Regions from separate parts of the Canis lupus genome. Here region 1 is linked to region 2. A link is a contact called in public Hi-C data. All regions are on one chromosome and are shown on one strand. Each heading gives the region's core, a stretch centred on a gene start, on an enhancer-like site or on the middle of the called end of the contact. The rest is flanking DNA. Distances are from core to core; before and after follow the strand shown. Region 1 holds the start of CDCA4 (cell division cycle-associated protein 4). Region 2 holds the start of SIVA1 (apoptosis regulatory protein Siva).

Region 1 (6,030 bases), core at 601-3,100, 170 kb before region 2:
CCTTCTCCCGTCGTCCCCCGCACCCCTGTTCTCCACAGCGAGGCTCTCCAAGCCCCCGGAGAACGCGCCCCTCCGCCCCCAGGCACACGCAGTGTTGTGCCCAAGATCGCGAATCCCAGAAACCACCGAGGAGCCGGCGCCGATGCAAACACACGAGGGTTTATTAACAAGCTGGAGCCTGGGGCCACGTGTACCCGACACAGCGGAGCAGGGACTTGGACCCCGGGGAGGGGGGGGGTCGCAGCTGGGTTTTTATGGGCTGGTCTAGGGGATTTTTGGAAGGGGTGGAGGAATTTCTTAAGCTCTGTTTTCATTCCAATATGGGACTTTCTGTCTCTGTCAAGGGCGTTCTGAGCTCTGTTTTCATTCTGATACGGGATTTTCTGTCAAGGGCATTAAGCTCTGTTCTCATTATGTTATGGGACTGACTCTCTGTCAAGGGTGCTCTGCGGTTTTTCCTGTAAAGTTCAGCTCTTATTCACAGGGGCCTGAGATGGCGATACTTGTGCTAACGCTAAACTTGAGGTGGAGTGGCCTTAATTTTCTCGGCCTCCACAGCAGGTTCTGGGGTCTCCAACCCCCCCACTGCACATTCCCCGGGAACCCCAGGGCTCCTGTCTCCAGCCTGGGACTCCCCCCACTTCGCTGTCTGCACAGGGTGCCCCGCACTTCCCACCCTGGGTGGGGTGCAGGGGCCTGATGTCTTCAGCCCCATCAGCAGACAGCAGGGCGCAGGGGCCCTCACCCAGGACTGCGGCCCAGCCTGCGCTCAGGCAACGTTGCGTCAATTCATGCCGTCAGGATCTCGTGCTCTATTTAAGACGTTTTTCCACTAAGAAATTATTTTTACAAAACCTCCCCTGCTTTGCACTTTTAGGGTTTCGTTTCTTGCATGTAAACTAGGAAGTACTGGGACGCCTGGTGGCTCAGCAGTTGGGCACCTGCCTTCGGCCCAGGGCGTGATCCTGGAGCCCCGGATCGAGTCCCACATCGGGCTCCCGGTGCATGGAGCCTGCCTCTCTCTGTCTCTCATGAATAAACAAAACAAAACAAACTAGGAAGTACTTGTGGTCCTAGGCTGTCCGCGAGCCGCTGCCCCCCCTCCTCTTCCCTCCCGCCCACCGCTCTGACTCCTACCTGCACCCCTCTTCTCAGGGCCCCTCTCCCCTCCTCCTCGCCCCTCCATCTCATTTCCTCCCCTCCATCCCCCTCCTCTCCTGCCCTCCCTTCCCCTCCCTCCCGTCCTCTCCCCTCCCTGTCCTTTCCCTCTCCTCCTCTCCCCTCCCCTCCCCCTTTCCCCCTCCCTGCCCTCCCCTGCCTTACCCTCCCCCTCCTGCCCTCCCCTCCTCCTCCTTTCCCCTCTCTCCCTCCCCCCCTCCCCTTTTCCCTTCCTCTCCTCCCTTTCCCCCTCCTCCCTCCCCATCCTCTCCCCTCCCCTCCCCTCCGTTTCCCCCTCCCCCTGCCTCCCCTTCCCTCCTTGCCCTCCCCCCCTCCTCGTCCTCCCCTCTCCTCCCTTTCCCCCTCCTTCCCTCCCCGTCCTCTCCCCTCCTCTCCCTTCCCCTGCCCTCTGCCCCCTCCCCCCCCCCGCTCCTGCGCAGGCGCGCCGGGGCCGCGCGCGGAGACCTGGGAGCGGGCGGGGCGGGCGGGGGTGTGGCCAGCGCCGGGCCCCAACGGCCGACGCGTCCGCGCGGGAAGTCTCGCGCCAGGCCCCGCCCGCGGTTTGAACCGGAGGCCCCGCCCCCGCGCTCGGCCAATCAGCGTGCGGGGCGGCCGGCGCCTGGCGACCCTTTGTGGGCGCGGAGCGGCCCCGCCCCCCGCGGCCCCGCCCCTCGGTCGGCGGCGGGCTCGGGCTCGGGCTCGGGCTCGGGCTCGGGCGGGGACGGCGGGGACGGCGGGGACGGCGGCGGCCAGGTGAGCGGCGGGCGGGCGCCCCGGGTCGGGTCGGGGGCGGGTCGGGGGCGGGTCGGGGGGGCCCGCGGCCCGGGGGTCGCCGCGCGGCCCGGCCCTGCCCTCCCGCCGAGCCCACCTGCGCGCCGGCTCCTTGTCCTTTGTGTCCCGGCCTCACCGCTTCGAGGGGCCTCGGGGCGCGGGTGCTGCGGGCCGGGCCGGGCCGGGCCGGGCCGGGGCGGGGCGGGGGCGGTCAGCGGCCCGGGGCACGGACTTTCTGGGCAAGTTTTGCCGTGTTTTCCACCCGAAGCGGAAATGCAGGATGCAAAGTCCCGCTTTAGCATCTCCCGAGAAGGAACCGTGTCTCGGAAGGGCGCCAGGAAGTGTCCCCCAGCGTCCGGACCGGGTTTCCAGGCCCAGACACTGTATTTCACCCCAGGCCCAGGAGCAGCAGCCGCGGCAGACGCCCCGCGGGGACCCCAGGCCCTTCTGCAGCCGCCCTGCCTGCCGGTCTTCTGGGATGACATATTTCGGAGACCGCCTGAGCGTGTGACCGAAGCGTTCACGTTATTTTGCCTGAAAGACCTGAGTCAGGAGCGAGCTTGCGGGTGGCTGAAGGTCGTAGGGATGCGCCAGGTCAGGGCCGAGGCTGCCCCAGGCCCCCCAGGCTCTGCCGGCAGCCTGGGCTGCTGGGCACATACGGGAGAGCCGCTGCAGGACGGGGAGGTCCCCTTTGTCTTGGGGGCGCCCTGACGGATGGGCACAGCACCCCCCAGGCCCCACCCGCCACGCGGGACCCCTCCCGTGATCTCTGCTCCATCAGCCCTTGGTCTGGAGGCTGCTGTGCTCTGACCTAGGGCTGAACACCCATGGCCTGCTTGTCCCCTGACGTTGGAGGGTTTGGAGCAAAACACCCTTAACCTTGAGGAGGTGATGGGATTGAACTCCGCAGGACCCTCTGGCCGCGTGTGGGGGGATGGAGGTAATACCAGCGCTTTCTTGTTCAGAACTGAATGGTGAGTCTGGGTCTGCAGTTAGGGCAGCCTGGGAAGCGTGGGGTCTTGTGTGCTGATTTCGAAACGTCCAGCCCCAGGCCACTGTCACGGGCTGCCCCAGGAGCTGTAACTTGGACCAGCCCGGCCCCGGGGGTCTGTGTGCCCACCTCGCGCTGACTTTGTTGTGAACACGACTGTGTGGGGAGGGTGAGGCTCTCCGGCCCCCTTCAGCCTGACGCATCACCTCCACACAGGCTCTGGGACCCTCCATCGGCTCCTGGAATTGGATGTGCTGCCCTCCGGCTACTCCTTCTGAAATCCTAATCGGCTAGCGCTTGCTGGTCCCGAGCGTAACAAAAATTAACAGTTGTTCAGGGGTTGGAACATCAGAAGGGAATAATTAGAGTGACTTTGAACACATACTTGTCCTGGCATGCCGAGTGAGATCCAGCGCTTAGTGATGCGCGGGAGGCACTACCTAAAATGGTTTCAATTTAAATGAATGTGGTAGCCTCCCCCGTCAACTGGATTCTGTATTTTTCTTTGTAACCAAGGTATCATTTAGTTAATACAATGCAGTGGGCAGTTAGTAGTTGTGCAGTTGTGTGAATCTGACCAGGACCATGCACCTGTCTAGATAGGGTGCATTTCCATCATCCTGGAGACCTCCAGACCATCCCTGCCCCTCCGTTGGCAACCATTCTGCTATTTTACACCTTAGGTTAGCTTTACCTCTTCTCGAAGTTCATGTGAACAGAATTATAGGGTACCTGTTTCTTTGTTCTTGCTTTGTGATTAGGCGTGGTGTCCGAGGTTTGCTCTCGTTCCGTAGATCAGCGTGAACTTTGTTGCTGGATCGTGTTTGGTTGTCAGACATACCACAGCTTACATGTTTGACTTGCTTATTTTGAATCTGAAAATAATGTTTACACCCGGGGTGGTGAACTGGGTTTGTGGCAGGAGTATGGAGCAGGGATAATGGGTGAAGTGGTGGTGGTTGGGGGGACTTGCCAGCAAATGTGAGGAAGTCCATACAGAAAATCCTGGTGGAGAGTGAATTGATTCTGCTTCTTAGAAAGCAGCTTGATAATGTGGATCATGTGCCTGTCAATAAAGCCCCAGGTCGGAACCGAGCATCACTGTAACTGAGGAGATTGTGAGTGGTACAAATGCAGGGAGTAAGGCTCAGTTCCTGCGCTGTGTTTATCCTGAGGGTCGGCTTTTGCTGACATGGAAAATGCAGTAACCAAGAACAGCTCGCAGTGAGCTCTCATGCAGAGAGGAGGCTGCTTAGGGAGATGCTGGGAAGAACCTGTGTGGTGACTGCTTCTCTGATGAGTCGGCCACGGTGATTTTTGTCTTGTACTTTCTGATGTTCTTCCCAATTATGTACAGTAAGCTGCGGAAACAGGGGAAGGCGCCTGCATGAGAAGAGCAAAGGCTGTTATTGGAAGTGGCTGCCACCAGGGATTGGGCCACCTTCTGGCTTGCAGAAAGACACTTGGGGACAGGCAGGGGAGTCGGACTGGAAGGGCTTCCAGGGCCCCTGATGGGGTTGCAGCCTGAGGAGCCAGCCGCCCTGGTGGCTTTGTGGGGGGAGCACGTTTGGATTTCTCTAGGAGGTGGGGACAGATACTAGGAAAGCTGTCTGTTATTGATGAAGTCCAGACCCTTGAGGGTGATTGTTACAAAAGTCATTGGTTTCCTGGCCTGTCATGGAGATAGAAGTTTGACTTCCTGGGCCGTGTTAACCTTGAAAATGAAAGTTTGTTATTTCACTAGCAAAAAATGGGTTTATTTGGGAATAACAATAGCAGTTCAGGGCGTAAAAATTAGTAAAACGATGCCTTTTAGAATGGCATCAGGAGGCGGGCAGGAGGAGCACTCACTCCCACCACTCACTGACCGCTGCAGACCCCACAGGAAGGTGCGCCCCTTGCTCCTGAACACACTGCTACCTTCCCAGCAGGACAAAGGAAGGTTTTCTCCTGCCCTGGCAACAGCCCAGCCAATGGGAGACTGTCCCGGCCCAGCCAATGACAGATGGTAAACCGGCGTGAGGCTGCTGTGGATCCGAGGAAGCGGAGGGTGGCGAGGGCGGGGGGGAGCCGGGGGTACCCTGGGCACATTCTGGTGCTCGCTGTGGCCCCCGCCTCTCCTCTGGGCTCCCGCGGCTGTTGCTGCGGCTGCGGGTGTAGCCGGTGCCCGGTGCGCACTCGGGCTCTGGAAGCGGACTGTAACCCACCCCACCCCCCATCCCGGCTTCTGGGTGGAACGTGATGCTCCCGCTCCGCAGGCCGCGTTGGCCGCCCCGGCTGTGGGTGCACCGGCTCCCGCGGGCTCCCTGCCCCGACGGCCGTCCGGAGGACAGGGATGCTGTCCGAGGAGCCCCCGCGGCCACAGCCGGGCCCTGCTGCTGACTCGTCTTGCCGGGGGCGGAAGCGGAGGCTCAGGCTCATCCTGTGATTCCGGGGCCTTCAGTGGGCCTATATGAAATGGGCTGCCTACAGACTTGGGATCTGAGACCCTGGAGACAGGCACCCCGCACCCTGCATGTCCTTCCCCAGGCGGCACTAGTACCCCATCATCTCACCGAGATTCTCCATGTGCTCATCAGTGTTAAGCAAGTGACCTTTACACAAAGATTGACAGAAAAAACCTGTAAGAGTTGAGTTTGAAGCCATGAAACATTCGGATCCTTTACTGTCGTAGTGAGTGAAATCTTCACGTGGTTGGTAGTAGCTCTTTCATTCGTTTGTTTAAAAATAGGCAACAAGTCAGTGTGTGGCAGGTGTCGTGGTGGAAATGGCAGGTGGCTTCAGCGGCCTCAGAGTTGGTAGGTCAGACCGGTCTGCTGCTCCAGGAGGGAACAAGCTACAGGCGCTTCGTATCGTAAACTTAGTTTTAAATAATTACAGGTGGGACACCCGGGTGGCTCCGCGGTTGAGCATCTGCCCTCGGCTCAGGGCGTGACCCCTGGCCCTGGGATCGGGTCCCACCCCGTGGCCCTGGGATCGGGTCTCAGGGGAGCCTGCTTCTCCCTCTGCCTGTGTCTTTGCCTCTCTGTGTGTCTCATGAATAAATCTTTTAAAATAAATACATAAATACATACATACATGCAGGTGCACGGGCCGCTGTAAAGAACCGG
Region 2 (6,661 bases), core at 850-3,349:
TTCCATGACTCTGGGTTGAGTGCTCCTTCCATTCTCGCTATTCAAATGTCGGTACTGGAAGGATCGGTTCTTCCCCACTGTGGCTTGTATGAGAACTCTTGTGGCCCCCGTCTCGTGTGTCCAGCACCCGTGTCTCAAAGTGTGGCCCTGCATCACTGGTTAACAGAGCTCCTGGGCCCGAGTCCAGGCCTTGGGGAGGGGGGCAGCAGGGACTATGGCTCTTAACCAGCAACAAAGGTGGTCGTCTGAGCTGCACACCACACAGGCGCCGGACCGGCGGAGCCACCCAGCTGAGACTCTGGGTCTTGCTGCAAGTGGATCCTGATCCCCCAGCTAAAAGCTGCTTCACAACCTGCAGGCTTGCATATCAGCCGGGGGTGGATGGGGGTTAGAACCTCCTAAGGTCGGGAGCCTCCTGGTGCTCACCAGCTCCTCAGACCCCAGGGCCAGCTCTTGCCCCTGCAGGGAGGGGAGGAGAAGCTCCCAGGCAGACAGTGTCAGGAGTCAAGTGCTCAGATCCACCCTTAGCGCATGGCTGGGCAAGTGCCTGCTGTTGGCCTCACTCACCAGCTTCAGAGGCCTGGGCTTGGCTCCTGGTCAGTCGGCCATCTGGTCCAATCAGCATCTGCCCACGGGCTGCCCGAAGGGCCTCTGTGGGGCCGGGCTTTGGGGACTCCGGCAGGTCAACAATGGCACAGCCTTCCTCCCACAAGTGGTCCATGTAGGCCTGGGCCCCTCGAAAAAGGAGTTGCTTGGTTTTCTCTGAGGAAGAGAAATCAGTCCCAGTGTTCACAGCCCTGCAACGTGGAAGCCCTGGCACTGCCCCCTCATCCTGCCAGCTGCCGTGGCCAGGCCTCCTTTGTGCTGTCATCCAGCCGCCCCGGCCCAGGATGCTCCCTGGTGAGCTGGGGACCACTGGGTCCGCTCGCCCTTCCTTACCAGGGCTCAGCGGCCACCTCCGCCAGGATGATCCTGCACCACGCAGCCCAACCCAGGCTCCCTCTCATGACCTTCCATGCGGCTTTCCCCACAAGTGGCCTCATGTCACTGCTGTTTCTCTCCTGCCCGGCACCCTGCAAGCCGGCTGGTGTATAGCACAGAGGACGCTCTGGGCTTCAGATCACTCATTCACACCCAGCGGCTCAGAGCTGGGCCGACAGCCCCGGCCAGCGTGCACCCCCTTCACCTACTACAGAGCACGACAGAAACCGGCTCCTGACAAAGCGCTCCTGGAGCTCCGCAGACGCCTGTGGGCCCGGGACACTCCCACCTGAGAGCCGAAGTGGTGGCTCGGCACCAGCAGCAGAGGCTCTCCGCGCGCCACACGTCCGTCATCGGGGGCTTTCGCAAGATCAAACGCCCAACTCCAGCCCCCAGATGCTCTGTGATTCCTGCCTCGTCCCCACGGGGCCAGGCCCAACAGGCCCTGGAAGCCGTTGGCTCCGTGTGACGTGGACGGTGACTCAAATGGGCGGCTGGTGAGCCCTGCCCCACGCAGCTCCTCCTCACCTTGTCCCGGGATCCCGCGGCCCGGAGGTGGCCTGGGGTGACTGCCCGGCTGGAACGCCCAGGACCTCAAGGCAGCGGGAAAGAGCTGCCGGACTGTCCCCCGCTTGCAGGTAAGCTGCCTGCCTGCCTGCCTGCCCTGACCGGGTCGGCCCCAGGCTGCGCTCAGCTTTATCACTCGAGGGCTCAGAAAGCCTCGTCTGCGACCCAGGGCTGCTCGGGAGGGCCGGGGACAGCGGGAGAGGGCGACCCCGGAGCCTCACCTCGGCAGCTCCGGGTACTCGCCGGCGCGGCCCGGCGCCCGCAGCCCCCGCAGCCGGGCCCCCTCCTCCCCCTCCCCGGGGCCTGCAGCGGGGCCGACGCGGGGCCGGGGCGACGCCGCCGGCTCGGGCCCCCGCGGGCGGGAGGGCGCCCCGCACTCACCGAAGACCTCCCGCGAGTGCTGGTCGCCGCACACGCCGCGGCTCAGCTCCCTCTGACCCACGCGGACCTTCAGCTGCAGGGGGGCCGCGTCCGCGAACGGACAGCCCCGCTTGGGCATGGCCGCCGGCCCGGAGCGGCGCAGCTCCGCCGCGCGCCTCGCCGCCACCCGTGACGTCACAGCCGCGCGCCAACGCGGCGCGGCGCGGGATAGGCCGGCGGCGAGGAAGGGGGCGGAGCTCGGCGGCGGCGCGGCGCGGGATAGGCTGGGGGAGAGGACGGGGGCGGGGCCCGGCTGCGCGGGAAACGCCGAAGGCCAGGGCGGGGGGGGGGGGTCCGACGGCGGCGCGGGACGCACGGAAGGCAGCGGCGTGGGGAGAGAGGCTCGGAGGGTGCGCCGCACTGGCAGGCCGGGGGCGGGGCTCGAGCGCGGCGCCGGATAGGCCGAGCGTAGCTTGGAGGCGGGGCCGGCGAGCCGGGGGCGGGCCTTGTGTAAAGCGCGCCGCGGGATAGGCCGCGGTGGAATGGGCGGGGCCAGGGCGGGGGCGGGCCGCGGCGCGGGATTGGCCCAGCGTAGGTTGGAGGCGGGGCCTACGCGCCGAGGGCGGGCCTTGCGTAAAGCGCGCCGCGGGATAGGCCGCGGTGGAGTGGGCGGGGCCGCGGCGGGCCGCGCGGGAGGGGCGGGGCTGCTCGGGGTTTGGCGCGGGGCGGAGCCGACGCGAGGGTTGACACTGGTTCCCCGCCGTCGTCCAAGCCGCCGGCGCCGGAGGAGGATTCGCGCTCTCCGAGATGCGAGGTCGGAGGAGCTCCTCGTCGTCACGGAAGTGGGCGTGCCGGTCGGCCGCGTTTCCGGGGCAGCGACGTCACTTCCGGCCGGCGGAGGGCGGCCCCTGCGGGGTGTGGGCCTCGTGGTGCGGGGCTCGGGACGTTCTCTGCGGGCGCGTGGCCGCGCTTGGAGCCGCTTCGGGGCCTCCGAGGACGCACGCGGGGCCGAGTGGGTGTCGGGGGGCCGGCGCGCCTCATGCCCACCTGCCGGCAGCGCCCGGGCCGGGGTCACGGCCGGGGTCACGACCGAGGTCACGGCGGGGGTCGCGGAGGGGGGGGACTGAGGCTGGCGACTCGGAGGGAGGGAGGGAGGGAGCGTCCGCACCGCGGGGTCAGCGCGGCCCCGGCCCGGGGCTCGAATGCACCGAGCGGGTCAGCGCGGCCCTGTCCAGAGGGCTGCGAAGGACCCTGCGGCCCTACGGGGCGGCCGCCGACTCCGGGGAGCGCGGCATTTGCAGGAACCCGCGGGAAGCCGGAGGGCATGATGCTACGTGGGGTAAGCCAGGAGGACAAATGCTGGACTGTGCCGCTCACCCGCGGCACCTCACGTCGTCGGGCTCCCAGAAACAGCAGAGGGGGTGGCGGTGGGATGGGGCGGGAATCGGGGAGGTGCTGGCCGGAGGCCACCTGTGCAGCTTGGAAGGTACTGAGAGCAGATGTCAGCTGCTGTCCCTGCAGCCGCGGCAACAGGAAGATGGGCTGCCACGTGTTAGCCGAGCTCGGGTGGTAAAGCTCCTACTGTGTGCGCATCGGCTGGTCGCCCCGAACACCCCGCGCCCACACGGTGGTACGTGCGCCAGTAGGGCCTGTGCTAGACGTCAGTTCTGTCTCAACGCTAGGAAGGAAGCTTCTCTCCAGCTACAGTCCCGACAGGAGGTGCAGGGAGGTGCAGGGAATCGGGTGATCCAGGAATCCCCAGGGCGGACACGGTTCAGCCTGTAACATGCCGGGCTCTGCGCTGGGCTCTCGGAGCGGCCTTGAGGACAGCCAGCGGGGTCCCTCCCCCCGGCTGGGACAGATGTCACCGAAAGGGAAGTACAGGGGCCTGTGGAGGGACAAGGTAAGGACACCTGCCCTGCCCAGGCCAGAGGATGCTCCGAGAACACTTGCCGCCCAGGGTCAGGCTGTGTGTGAAGCAGGTGCCGAGCAGCATAACCTCAGAAAGTGGGACGTTGTGGAAATGAACGTTCACCAGGTTGAGGAGGGAACACGCTTCCCCCTCCCGAGAGACACACCGCGGGCACGGCTGGCAGGAGGTGCATTCTCGCCCGTGTCTGGTCAGGGTGGCCTCGGGGCCCTAAGATTTTGAGCAATGACCATCTCAGCCATCCCAGGGCTGGGCAGTCGCTGCGCTTGCATCCCTGTGAGTAACTTAAGTTGCAGCGTAATTTAGTTACGGCGAAGTCGAACGGATGTGCGCCCAGAGCAGTGCCCGGATGAGCGAGGGACGGTGGCGTCCGTGACAACAAGCGCATACACCTGTGTGGCCACAGGAGGCCTTGGCTCCGCTCCCCTCCCTGCAGTGCAGCTGCTGTCCTAGAGCCTCGCAGCACACGGGCAGCTCACTCTGCAGACGCGTTCGTGTTGGGCCCCTCAGCGCGCCGACTTTGAGCCCCTCGGTGAGGTTCCTTCATTGCTGAGTGAGTTGGGTGTGTGCTGCACCACCGCTCGCTCACTTGCTGACCGACCTGGGCTGGCGCCTGGTCTGGGCTCTGGCGAAGGCAGCTCCCCTGGATCCCCTCTAAGGATGTCTCTGGCCGTCCGGCTCCCCTCACCGGTCAGCGCCTCGGAGCGGGGTGGCCGAGTGCAGGTAAGTGAACGTCCAGAGAACTGGCCGCTTTTCAGGGCACTTGGAAGAGCCCAGCAACCTGGATCGATTAGGGATTTGTCTCCCTTGCGCGTTGAGCTGAGACCACTGCGAGCCCCTCCATGCTGGGGCTGTTACGGGTGCAAAAGAGAGAGCACCTTACCATCGCTCAGACCCTCCGACACCTGCTGCAAAGGGGGGCTGCGTGCCCCCGCCCACCCCTCAGGACAGCCTCCCATCCCTGGGAGTAAGGAAGTTGGCGCCACGCAGGAATCATCACCCCCGTAAATTGATCTTTTCAGCCTGCAAAACGCTACAGCCACGTGAGGGCATCGCCCGAGGCTGCCTCTGCAAGATTTTGTCTGGAGGTGGAACAAAATCTTGAAGCGAAGGATTTAGCGGCCACTACAAGGTAGAGAATTGAAAATTTGGCAGCTAATTTAAATATGCAGGTCAACCTTCCAAAGCCAGGCTTGTAGCTTTTTATACAGAATGAAATGGTTTCTCTTTCTTTTGAAAAATGCCTACCCTGGGTGACTGTCAGAGGCGCGCATCCCTCTGCTGTGGCCAGACAGCCCGCTCGCCCGGAGAAGCGTGTCCCCCTGGGGGCACCGAGACCTGAGGGCGGCTCCTGTCTGCCTCGGGAAATGGAAAGGACTGTGTCTGGCTGGTGCTTCTCCCGTGGCCTCCGGGTAGCTGTGCTCTCGGCGACTGGAAGGCCAAGGAAGCGGCTGCGGCCCGTGTTCCTGGCTTGTTTCACGTCGCCCAAGACTGTTCTGGACACTGTTTGGAGCCGTTTGCTAGTGTGCATGAAGGCCCAGGAGGCTCAGAATCGGGCCTGCTCACCAAGGATGCTGTCCCGCGGTTAGGTGTCCTTGGTGTGAGCCAGCCAGGCTGGACCACCGAACCTTCGGGCCCCGCGAGGTCCCCGGGAAAGCCAGCCCCGTGGGCACCGACCCACTTCCATGAGCCCAGCTGCCAGTGCCGGGTTACAAAGCCGGTCTCCCCGTCTAACTCCTTTCCTCACCAAAGTGATCTCCCCAGGACAGTTATTTTTCTCCATTTACCCCAGGCTCCGAAGAGCTGCTCAAGGGGACTCCTCAGCTCCCAGCGAAGACCTCAGGAAGCTCGTGGCAGCTGTGGCCAGTTAACAAGTGACCTGCTCCAGCCGGTGACCTTTGGAGGGCAGAGGGCAGGTGCACACGGCTGACATGAAGGGGGCTGCTGGGCGCTGCCTGCACCCCCACGGGCTCAGAGCTCAGGCGGCGGTGCTGCAGGGTTCCCCTCTGGGACGCACTGAATGTTTGCGGTCTGCCCACCGGGCTCGCTCCCGCTTGCCCTCCAGACAAGCACAGGGCTTGGCTGTGTGATCCCGGAAACCTGTGTCACCCCGACTGGTCACGCCAAGCGTTAGTGTTCAGAAGTCAAAACAAAAGGATGGTCAGAGCCAGACACGTACTGGTCACCACCGTTCGGTGGCTACTGGATATGTTTATTACTAAACTGCTCCAGCCGGCCACACCACCGTGGGACAATGCACGTGCCGTAGAAGTTCTCTGTTCTGAGTACTTTGGCTCATTTTAAATAGCAGGATTTAAAAAATAAAAATGTACACAACGCTGGCTGTCAGATGTTTGGGTCACCGTGGAAATCAGCTGAGCTGAAGGCTTAGGAACATAAAGTACAGAAAATACTTCTCCTTCCTCCTTTCGGGCGTTGACTTGGTGGCTGTGGATGCGGATGGGGCCGCGGCTGCTGGCCAGCCCTGCCTTTGCCTAAAACAGCTGGATCATCGAGTCTCTTGATTTGCCGACACCAACCCATTTCACTGGAAGGGAAAGGGAGGCTCAGCCCCGGGCGTGGGGGCCGAGGGCGGGGTGGTGGCAGGGGCACGGGCACCCACCTGCCACTCCGATGTGATTCTCCACGAACCGGATGTAGTTCTGGGCCTGCGGGGGGAGGTCCTCCCACTTCCTGGCGCCCGTGGTGTCCGCCTTCCACCCAGGCAGCGTTTCGTATTCGACTTCGACCTTCTGTAGTATCTCCTGGTTCGCTGGAGACAGAGGGGGGCGGGGGGGACCCATGTCCTGAAGACCTGGTGCC

Evidence for each region. A called contact is a pair of places that touch in the nucleus more often than the background predicts.
Region 1: a Hi-C map of blood shows a contact between it and region 2, with 2.5 times the contacts expected there. The contact joins the promoter of CDCA4 here to the promoter of SIVA1 in region 2. A contact is called at or near these places in 2 of 9 Hi-C or Micro-C datasets (amygdala and blood).

The regions. Positions count from the first base shown.
Region 1 is chr8:72,871,041-72,877,070 of UU_Cfam_GSD_1.0, reverse strand. CDCA4 (cell division cycle-associated protein 4) reads left to right here and starts at 1,850. Exons shown (of 2, transcript XM_038545926.1): 1 at 1,850-1,911.
Region 2 is chr8:72,705,281-72,711,941 of UU_Cfam_GSD_1.0, reverse strand. SIVA1 (apoptosis regulatory protein Siva) reads right to left here and starts at 2,099. Exons shown (of 4, transcript XM_038545913.1): 1 at 1,930-2,099; 2 at 568-762. The coding sequence starts at 2,047. It overlaps ADSS1 (adenylosuccinate synthetase isozyme 1), which reads right to left. Exons shown (of 13, transcript XM_038545912.1): 12 at 6,462-6,611; 13 at 6,015-6,386. The coding sequence ends at 6,334.